Regions from separate parts of the Mus musculus genome. Here all the other regions are linked to region 1. Evidence: chromatin contacts called from public HiChIP or PLAC-seq and Micro-C data. All regions are on one chromosome and are shown on one strand. The core of a region is the stretch at or near the end of the contact, and the rest is flanking DNA. Distances in the headings are between cores, read along the strand shown.

The links. Hi-C and Micro-C count contacts between places; a contact is called where the count stands out from the background. HiChIP or PLAC-seq counts read pairs in DNA pulled down with a chosen protein or histone mark.
Region 2: a Micro-C map of muscle stem cells shows a contact between it and region 1, with 6 times the contacts expected there. The contact joins the promoter of Antxr2 here to the promoter of Bmp2k in region 1. A contact is called at or near these places in 3 of 39 promoter capture datasets (liver and pre-B cells), 2 of 484 Hi-C or Micro-C datasets (muscle stem cells and pre-B cells), 4 of 115 datasets of contacts at active chromatin or transcription factors (the 230-238 cell line, embryonic stem cells, large pre-B cells and 1 more) and 2 of 9 other capture datasets (adipose tissue and liver).
Region 3: a contact with region 1 is called in an H3K27ac HiChIP or PLAC-seq map of embryonic stem cells, with 6 times the contacts expected there. The contact joins the promoter of 1700010H22Rik here to the promoter of Bmp2k in region 1. A contact is called at or near these places in 1 of 39 promoter capture datasets (hippocampal neurons) and 1 of 115 datasets of contacts at active chromatin or transcription factors (embryonic stem cells).

The regions. Positions count from the first base shown.
Region 1 is chr5:96,996,130-96,999,439 of GRCm38.p6, reverse strand. It overlaps Bmp2k (BMP2 inducible kinase), which reads right to left and starts at 1,751. Exons shown (of 16, transcript NM_080708.1): 1 at 1,344-1,751. The coding sequence starts at 1,512.
Region 2 is chr5:98,029,549-98,032,788 of GRCm38.p6, reverse strand. It overlaps Antxr2 (anthrax toxin receptor 2), which reads left to right and starts at 1,772. Exons shown (of 17, transcript NM_133738.2): 1 at 1,772-2,391; 2 at 3,134-3,205. The coding sequence starts at 2,240. It also overlaps Gm42759.
Region 3 is chr5:98,566,375-98,569,831 of GRCm38.p6, reverse strand. 1700010H22Rik (a long non-coding RNA gene) reads left to right here and starts at 1,275. Exons shown (of 5, transcript XR_003955945.1): 1 at 1,275-3,401. All of the region lies in intron 3 of Cfap299 (cilia and flagella associated protein 299), which reads right to left. It overlaps Gm42122 (a long non-coding RNA gene), which reads right to left and starts at 2,753. Exons shown (of 3, transcript XR_880449.1): 1 at 2,704-2,753.

The DNA.
Region 1 (3,310 bases), core at 502-3,001:
AGAAGGGCTAACACCATTCAAGCTACACTTCAGTGTACTACTGAACAACTGACAGTATACTCGTGAGTTGACAGCCACCGATGCTAACACCTACCCAACTTAGTTCACACTTGAAATTCCTCTTGAATCAATAGCTAGCAAAGTTTGCAATAGAACAAACCTATCAAAACCACTCAGAAACCCTTCTCAAAATCTGGCAATCTCGTCCCTCCACTTCACCAATGTTCAGAAGGGGGGGGCGGTGCTGTTAATGTGAACAATGGCCTACAAAATCAAGACACACACTCCTGATAATGTAAGTCTGCTTTTCCTTTATTTTATAGACAGAAGCCCTCAGCTCTTTCTTGTGCTGGTTCCTTTTGTTCATGGAATTTCAAAACTACAAATGGGAGCTGCCTTGTTTTTCAAACACAGAATATCAAGACGGCTCCCTACAGTCTCTGGTTTTCTTATTCTTATTTTTAAGTCACTCACATACATACAAGAGATTATTTCTCAGGGACTTTTTCAACATATTTCTTAATATTCCACATTCAAAACTTCAGAGGTCAAGGCATGCAATAAGAAATCAGAAAGTATTTTCTACAAACCAATTACACCAGAGATACAAAACTAAAGTCAAGAAATATTTTTAACACGGAGTAAACTTTGTTTTCCCTAGCTATGCTTTTACACGCTGTCATAACCTCCTTCAGACAATAAAAGAGCCACCAAAACCTCACATGGAAAAGTTAAACTGTTCCACTTTGCCTGTTAAAGTACTAACAAAATGACACAGAGAGGACAAAAAACGGGACCTTGTGTGAAGATTCTAAACAACGAAGATAAACGTGCTTCAAGTTTACTCCCACACGCCACCCCTAAGCAGCCACTGAACTTGGAAGACCGTGCCAACACACACACACATACACAGAGAGAGAGAGAGAGAGAGACATATTATCTGTATACATATAGCCATATACAGTGGTTTGGGAGTCCTGTTTTGTTTTGGTTTTTAGCAGAAACAAACCCCAGCGGAGTCCACCGCCCTGGAAGTCCGGGAGGCTCGGACCCGAAAGCAACGCAGGACACCGGCCAGACAGTGTCCCAGCACTGCTCCATCTGACCCCCTAATGAGTCACGGGTCCAATCATGACACCACATCACTTACTGGGACGTCTTCTATTTCTTTCCTCGCGCCAGGAAGAACAGAGAAAGATTTCAAACTCCTAAGCAGGCAATCGTGCCCGCACCGGAGCTGCCAGCGGCTTCACACCGGAGCCACTGTCCAGCCGCCGCCGGGCCGGCCCCGCAGCCGCCGCCACACCCCGGCCTCCCTCACCTGCCTCCCGCCGCGCCCGTACCTTCGGCCAGCGACTCCTCCAGGGTGACCTGGTAGCGGCCGACGGCGAACACCCGGACCCCCATGGACGAGCTTGCGAAGCCGCCGCCGAGCCCGCCGCCCGCGGCCCCGCCAGCCGCCGCCCCGCCGCCGCTGCCCTCCGACTTGGGCATCCGAGAGAACTTCTTCATGGTCCCGCCGGCGCGCTGGAGGGCACCAGGAGGGCACTAGGGCGCGCGAGGGCGAGAGCCCAGACCCGCGCGTCGCACAGCGGAGCGCCGGGCGCGGCCGACCGTCTTCGAGGGGTCGCCGCCCTTCGCGCGCGCGAGCGTCGGTGCGCAGCGGCTCGCCGCGCCTCACATTCCGCGCGTCCCGAGCGCGCAGCCCTGGCCGCCCGCTGCAGCTGCCCGGCGCCCGCAGAGCCAGCGGGGAGGGCGGGGCCGGGGCGGGGCCGGGGCGGAGCCTGGCGCGCGGGGCGCGAGCTGCCCGGGAAGAGGGAGGGGCCGGCCGAGGGGGGCGTGGCGCTAGGCCCGGCGGCCTGCGTGCCCTGGAGACCGCAGCTCGGCCCGGCCCGGCTCACACCGATGCCGCCCGCCCCTTGCGGCTGTTGGGGGGCGCGGCGCCGGTGCCAACCGCTTGCAGAGCCGGGCGCCGAGCCCCGCGCGCAAGCGCGCTGTCCCCGCCGCCGGAAGTGACGGTTCCGGCCCGTGTCACGTGGAGGAGGAACGGGCACATCGACGTGGGGGCTGGGGCTAGGGGTGAAGTCCGGGGTCCGGGTTATCAAGGAGGTGGAACCCACGCGGATCGGTGGGGCTACTCGGGTTGGAATTGTGTGTGCCGCTCTGGAGTCCTTAAATGCCGCCAGCAGCGTGACCCACTCTCGGAAGCTGCCGGCTTCGAGTCTCAGCCAGTTTTCCAGACTCTATCCCGAGAGGATCGGTTTTCCAGGGCTCCCCGGAGCGTGGGCGGAGGAGCAGCGCGAAGCTCGCAGGTTCCCACGGGGCGACTTGCGAAGCCCAGGTGTCCTCGCACTGTACCGGATGTTTGCTCTCAGAAGCGTTCTGCGGTTTAAGAATTACTTGGGAGAGCTTTAAAAGCTCTGTGTGTACAATGTCGGAGCCGTGCGATTGTGTTCAGAAAAAGATATTAAGATTTTTAAATATCATTAATCGCCATTGGCTGGAGAAGACGTAACCCTGTCGCCCAAGGTCACACAGCTGGCTTGTGGCCTGGAGCATCAAAAGTCTTAGTTACTCGCTTTCAGCCATTCTGAAAAAGTAGGTTAGGGTCAGATCCTTAGTCCAGGCCGGCAGACTTAGGACTGTTTGGAAACAGAGGCAGCACCAATCTCTGACCCCACCCGAACAAAAGATTCGCCCGTTGGAAAAAGAACTCCCGATTGCCTCACTTTTCATAAACTGCAAGAGTCTCATGCCAGTGGGAAGGGCACAGGAATTCGGGCAGAGGGCATGTGGGAGTGGAAAGGATGGCAAAATGGAGAAAATGTGCAAAGAGAAGGATTTTCGCTCCAGCCCACTTCCTGGACATGGAGTCACATACAGCCTGAGCTGGCCTGGACCTCATTAGCTACCAGAGATAGCCTTAAACTTGTGATCTTCCTGTCTCTGCCATTGTGCCCCCTAGTACTGGGATTATGAGCAAGCCTCGCCATCAGGCCTAGCTTGGCCTCTATAGAAAATAGGTTCGGTAGCCCGAGGCTAATTCTAGCTGAAGCAAGAGAACCACGAATCGGAGGCCAGCCTGGAATGCATGCCAAGATCTTTTAATTTAAAATAATAATAACGGTGCTTGAAGTTCCCAATTTCTTAAGCTAAAAAATGTAAATTTTTCTCTCTACCCATAGTGTAATATTTCTCCAATTTTCTCAAATATCAGCCTAATGATGTTTTCTCCGCCGCTGTTTTCTTTGTCTTTTTAATGAGGTACGGGCAGAGACATTAGGAAATATGCTTATTCAAAAGACAGCTT
Region 2 (3,240 bases), core at 523-3,022, 1.0 Mb before region 1:
TTAAGTTGTTGATCACAGGTGTCCCAAAATCAATACAGGCTATTACCATTACTCTTGGTTGCCTACCGGAACTTGATGTCAAGACCCTTTAGCTGTAGACACCATGCATTTTGGACACAGGACTTTGAGGAACCCATCTGGAACTGACCTGTAGTCTCCCGAAATCTAGCTCTTATAGTCTTAGAATTGATTATGTGAGCTGCCAAGAGAGAAAAGCCATCAATAGTCCTGCCTACCAGTGAAGCCTGCAAGCCACAGGAATGGCTAACATGGAGAGATATGCTCATTTCTACAATATAGGGTGATAACTGTTTTCTGATTGGGATTAAGGCTCACTCCACAGAAAGAAACGTATCTTTCTCCAAGATACTCCAAGAGCCTGTGGCTGTGGTGCTCATGGGCCACAGGAATGAACCTATTACTTTGATGTCAAATAAATGGACATCAAAGCAAACGACCCTCTGAATTCATGTCTCTCTACTTGTAGATCAGCCAGCGCAACTCTGAGACCTCATCAGACAAGTTTCTCAGTGCAGGGGATGGTGGTTAATGCACAAACCCACAAATGGTCAAATCGAAGAGAATAAATGCTCGTGGATTGCCCAGCCACAAATGGGACATACAAATCACAAGCCCTCCTTAACGTTCCAGGACAATCCACAAAGGGTGGGAGTAAGGTGAGTGAAAAGATTCACAGAACTCTAGGTCAGGGGCACTACAGCTCAGCGCTGGCCTCTGGGCATGACGGGATTGCTGCATGCATGAACACACAGCCGCTGAGGTTGTCGCACAATATCCTCAGAAGATCAAGCCAGTCAACCTGCTAGCATGGAGTGGGAAACTTTTTTTTTTTTTTTTTTTTTTTAATGAAATCCCACCGGTCACCCTGGAGCTATGCACAGTAGAAGGCTTCCGAGTGGGGCTATGGTTTTCTTTAAGGGTGTGGTTCTTTGAAGGCTAAACCTACTCCATTGAATGGTCCCCACGTGGACCAGGAGTATATAGACTGCTCAAATTGGAGTCTATGGGTTCTTGACAAAAGGGACACGAAGTTGAGGTGTGTGTAGGGAGGTGAGGGTTGATTTCAGAGGAGTTAGGGGTAGGGAGGTGTTGGGTGTGTGTGTGTGAAAAATATATATGATCAGTACACGTCGCATGAAACTCTCAGAATTAATGAAAAATGGAAAAATTATCAAATAGAAAAAAAAAGAGAAAGAAAAGAGGAAGTCCCCTTTCTTAAACCTTAAATCCTGCGTCACTAGGTCGGTGTGTGATGGATGAAAGGTGCGGAGGGATGAGGCATAAGGCCGTCACTATCCAGGAGACAGCTGGTCCTGAGTCTCTAAACCACGCGGAGGGCCGTTCCAGCACAGCTGGGGAAAACAGGCCGGGCCAGGCTTGCGGGAGAGTTGGATATGTTTAGTATCTAGAGGACGTTTGTTTTTCAGAACTCCTCTCTCCCTTCCGAAATCTGGCAGGCGTTAGTCATCCGCTGCTCAGCACGAACCCTCAAGTGTGCTTGTGTGGCTCGTCGGGCTTCCTCCCGGCGCCCCGCCCTCGGGCTCGCACGAGCAGACCGGTCAGCGCCCACTCCCACCCCCCAGGCCTGAGGTGCCCGGCGGCCTGCCGCTCCCCCGGGTGCTTAGCATCCCGGGCTGCAGAGGCTCGCCCCGCGCGGCGCGGCGCCAGGTTGGGGCAGGGAAGAAAGTTATAAAGTGCCGCGAGGAGTTGGGCGGTCCGAGGAAGAGAGGCGGAAGAGGAGGACTCGGCTGAGTTCCCGCGGCGATCGTGGGGTCCGCGGGTGCCTGTCCCGCAGCTCACCACCGCAGCTAGACGCCAGCCTTTCTGCTCCCGGGTGGGCGCCGGAGACTCAGCGGGAGGCGAGGAACTTGTCCCGAGAGCTGTCGCTGCGGGCCTCATTGTCTGCAGCAACTCTCCGGAATCCGGAGTGGGAGAACTGGACTCTGTCCACTGGGATTTGCCCAGAGTTCCGGCGGCAGCTGTGGCGGCTGCGGAGACTCTCTTTGTCCTCCCAGGACCTCGCTCTCTCTCCTCAGTGGCAGCTGTTGGGTGGCTCTGAGCTTGGAGAGGGCATCCCAGCCCCGCTCAGCCTCTGACCCCCGGGCGAGTCCCCGGTGACTCCGCCTCTTTCACGTCTCTGCTCTGTGAAGCCCGGAGCCCAGAACCCCGAGCCCAAGGGACTGTGAGCCAGAGAGAGCTGCCGGGCCCCGGCCACAGGATGGTGGCCGGTCGGTCCCGGGCGCGCAGCCCTGGGAGCTGGCTGTTCCCTGGCCTGTGGTTGTTGGCTGTGGGCGGTCCGGGGTCGTTGCTGCAAGCCCAGGAGCAGCCCTCTTGCAAAAAAGCCTTCGATTTGTACTTCGTACTGGACAAGTGAGTGAAGGAGGACTGTGGGGTCAGGGTCTCCTGGGGGGAGGGCAGCTCTGAATCAGCTAGGACTGAAGTTGAGATGTGTTTGGATTCTGGGGGAGGCGACGAGGGAACTCTCCCTAGTGTGCATGTGGCTGACTCCTTTCAAAGGCAAGCTCATTAGCTGTACAGGAATAGGGGCTGCGAGACTCCAGGGCTACTTGGTTCTCCAAAGGAGAGGCGTGCAGTGCTTTTTTTGTCCTGGAATCTTTTGGGAAACGGTAGTGTGGCCACCTGCAGCTCGTTTCCTCCCAGGAACTTTTGTGCCTCTTTATCATACTCCCCCTAGACCCCCACGGACATTCTAAAGTTTGCCTAATTTTATCCTGATCACACTGGGAGCCAGGGGGGGGGGGGGAAAGCCTTAATATACCCAATGTGGCTTGCATTTCCTGAGAAATGAGGGCTTGTGTTTTTATTTTGAAAAGCCAGGTCTCTCTCTAAACAGTACAAAGCAAGTGTCCCCCCCCCCCCCCCCAAGAAGTGTGGTCTTCCTGGTTTCCTTGATTCAGCCCAAACACTAAAGTTTCAGCTCTGAACATGGACATGAACAAGCACACTTAACTTTGAAGAGGGGAGTCAGTCCCCGCCCCCTATCCCTGACCCCCGACCTCCACCCCCCATCATGCGCCTTTTAAAACTGAAGAAATGTTTGCCATTAAGGCCCACTTTTTGTCTTTCTGATCAATTTATCTTCCTTTTTCAGGTCTGGCAGTGTAGCAAATAACTGGATTGAAATTTATAATTTTGTCCACCAGCTGACAGAGAGATTTGTGAGGTATGTCTCCCCATCGTACCTTTCTTGGCATTGGA
Region 3 (3,457 bases), core at 26-2,525, 1.6 Mb before region 1:
AGAAGGGCCTTCTGAAGGCTCTGTGTGGGACAAAATGATAGGAAAGTTGGGGTGAGATTGGTCAAAGAGCAGGAGGAAATATAGTACCATCTACCCATATTTGTCCTCACCAAAGAAAGGGAAAAAGACTACCAGGGGACATTAGAAGCTGTGGATGAATCTGCTTTTCTGCAAGATGTAAGCTTAAATTTTTTTCTCAACCCTATTTTTAATAACGGCTCTTAAATGCTCTAACCTCTCTTCTAGCCCACCACCCACCAGAGGTAAAAGAAAAGTTATTAGGATACGGAAGAAGTGGACCTGCTTAGATATTGTTCTTTGGAACAAATCCCATCTGCGTTATCAGGAAATCAGCAGTTGGGCAGTGGCAGCTTGATCCACTCACAAACACTTCACAGACACACCAGCAGTCCAACTCGGTACTGTCAGCATAGCAAACACAAATCAGCAGTGTGGCACAACCTAGCAGAAACAGCTCGGCCTCAGCTGAATTGGAATGAGTCAGCAGAAGAAAACAGACCACCAGGGACACCAGAAGTAGGTTCCCAACTTGCCCATCTTAGCAGAGTGGAGAAAAAAAAAAAGCATTACAAAGCTAGCTATGCAAACAAGCCAAGCCCCTGTCACTGCCCTTTGGATCCTATTTATACTCCCTCTAACCAGCACATGTCCTCCATAGGTCTTGCCTCACCAGGTGTCTTGCCTCAGCAACTAAGTCTGTCTTAGCAAAACCCCAGTGAGTCTGTCTCAGCTGTGTCACTCTGCCAATCAGCCCAAGTCTGCAGGAGCAGCCACAGGAAACCACAGGAACCTCTCAAGAAGCTTTTGGGTGCATTTCTCTTTATGGAGTCACAACAAACGGAGCTCAACAACACATACAACAAACTAACACATACAGGTTATGAGCAAAGAATCCTTCATCCCACCTCCTTTGCTTTAGCAAAACATCCTTTCACCTGTGTCTGCTTCAGGGAAATGCTCCTTCAGGTGTGTATTTAAGCAAAACATCTTTTCGCTTGTGTCCACTTCAGGAAAACACTCCTTCAAGTGTTGGCTCCCACAGAATACCATCCAACACAAATGCCATTCTAGAGAACCCTTGAGTTTCCACTTGACGAAGAGGGTTCACTTGGTTGCCAAGCTGAGCCAGTGTCTCTCTCGTATTCTTGAGCTCACCGGCTCTGCAAGGCTCTGCTTTGAGATTCTCACTTCACTTGCTCACTCACCTGCACTGGAACTAGTCAAGAGCACCCCTTAAGGCAGCTGCTGCTTGTGTCTTTCTTCCACTGCATATGTGGGAGCAGCTACTTGGGGTAGGGATAAAGGAATTGTTTCACATGGTGACTTAATGACCAGTCTTCCACCAACGCCAAAACAAAATGCAGAACAGGAGCAGTAACTTGAAAGCAAATAGGACTTATTCAGTATTGGTGGAGATGGACAAACAGGTTTGTGGGAAAGAGGAGCTGATTAAAACATAGGTAAGTGAATATGAACAAAAAATTAGCAGGGCTTTAGCAGTGTACTAGTAATGAGGAAAGTAAGGGAAAGGGCACCGTGTCTCACGGACTTTGACAAGAGCAAATGACCATCACCCATATCCACAGCCAGAGCTGACAATTTGGGGAGGGTTGCTCATCAAAGAATAAAAATAATTGCTAAGAAAATCTTCAAAGGCAAGAAATCCTCTAGCTTTCACGGGTAATTTCTAGAAATTTCCAAAGCATCTAAGAAGTAACCAGAAATATATCTTAGTGGTCCCAGGGCAACAATATTCTGTCTTATTTAGCATCACACTACAGCCAATTTGTTAAAGCATTAAAAGTATTCAATATTAGCCCAGAAGCATAGAACACCTAAGATACAATTTGCAAAACACAAGAAAATCAAAAAGAGGGAAGGCCAATGGGTGGATACTTCATTCCTCCTTAGAATAGGGAACAAAATACCCATGAAAGGAGTTATGGAGACAAAGTTTGGAGCTAAGAAGAAAGGATGGACTATCCAGAGACTACCCTACCAGGGGATCCATTCCATAATCAGCCACCAAACCATATGGTTTGCATATGCCAGCAAGATTTTGATGAAGGGGCCCTGGTATAGCTGTCTCATATGAGGCTATGTCAGTGCCTGGCAAATACAGAAGTGGATGCTCACAGTCATCTATAAGATGGAACATAGGGCCCCAAATGGAGAAGCTAGAGAAAGTACCCAAGGAACTGAAGGGGTCTGCAACCCTATAGGTGGAACAACAATATGAACTAACCAGTACCCCCAGAGCTTGTGTCTCTAGCTGCATATATAGCAGAAGATGGCCTAGTTGGCCATCACTGTGAAGAGAGGTCCCTTGGTATTGCAAACTTTATATGCCCCAGTACAGGGGAATGCCAGGGCCAAGAAGCGGGAGTGGGTGGGTAGGGGAGCAGGGCGGAGGGAGGGTATAGGGAAATTTCGGGATAGCATTTGAAATTTGAAATGTATATAAAGAAAATATCTAATAATAATACAAAAAGAAACAGAATCTTTAAAAAAAAAGTATTCAATATTAAAACGTAGGTAGCTAAAGGGAAAAGTTACACTTTATTCTCACTGGACCTGAACATCAGTCTTTGCATATTCATATGATGTGGAGCAGTTGGGTGCAGTTGCTCATTCAGAAAGCTGGGAGATCACTAAGACAAGTTCCAGCCACTCCACTCCTACCTCAAATCCAGAAACACCAAGAAACCCTACTCAGTCAGAGTGGAGCAGGGGGTCGGGGTGGGGGTGGGGGACCTGCATCTCAATAAAGGTGGGGGGAGGGGCATGACAAATTCCAAGTTTCTTTGTGATGTCTATGAATAGGTTTTCTAAAAAGAAGCTGGCAGCTTTCCAGCTCTCTTCTCAAGGACCAGTGTTTGTAATTCCAGTGGCTAACACGTAATTACAGTCTCAAGCTTGCTTTGAGAAAAGTGCTGGGCTTTCTTTGTGTCTGGTCTTCTCAACAGCTGTGTCATCAGGCTGGCTGCCTACTCACCGTTTCAAACACTTCAAGAAAATAAAATGGATATCTAGTAAAAGAAAAGAAACATGTTTCCATGCCCTTGGAAGGAGGAGGAATGGTCTCCATTTTGCTCTTCAAGAAGAAAATACTTACGAAGCCAACACAGATGTGGGACCCACTCACACCAGTTCTGTTGTGCGTGTCCCTCTAGCTGGTGCAAGTTTCGTGCACATGAAGTATATGTCCTGGGAAGACACTGGGACCCTTACTCTTCAATGAGTGTTTTCACCAACACTGACCAGGTGCTGATGGGAGATAGTTTACCTTCAAATTTTTTCAAGTTTTTTACTTTACAACAAATAAAAAGAAAGAATCTCTTTCTGCCCCTCATGCTAAAGAGACTGCTCTGCAAAAAAAGGTAGGTTACTGGGAATGATACTGGCATACCTGATAAATTATCACTTATTTGGTGGA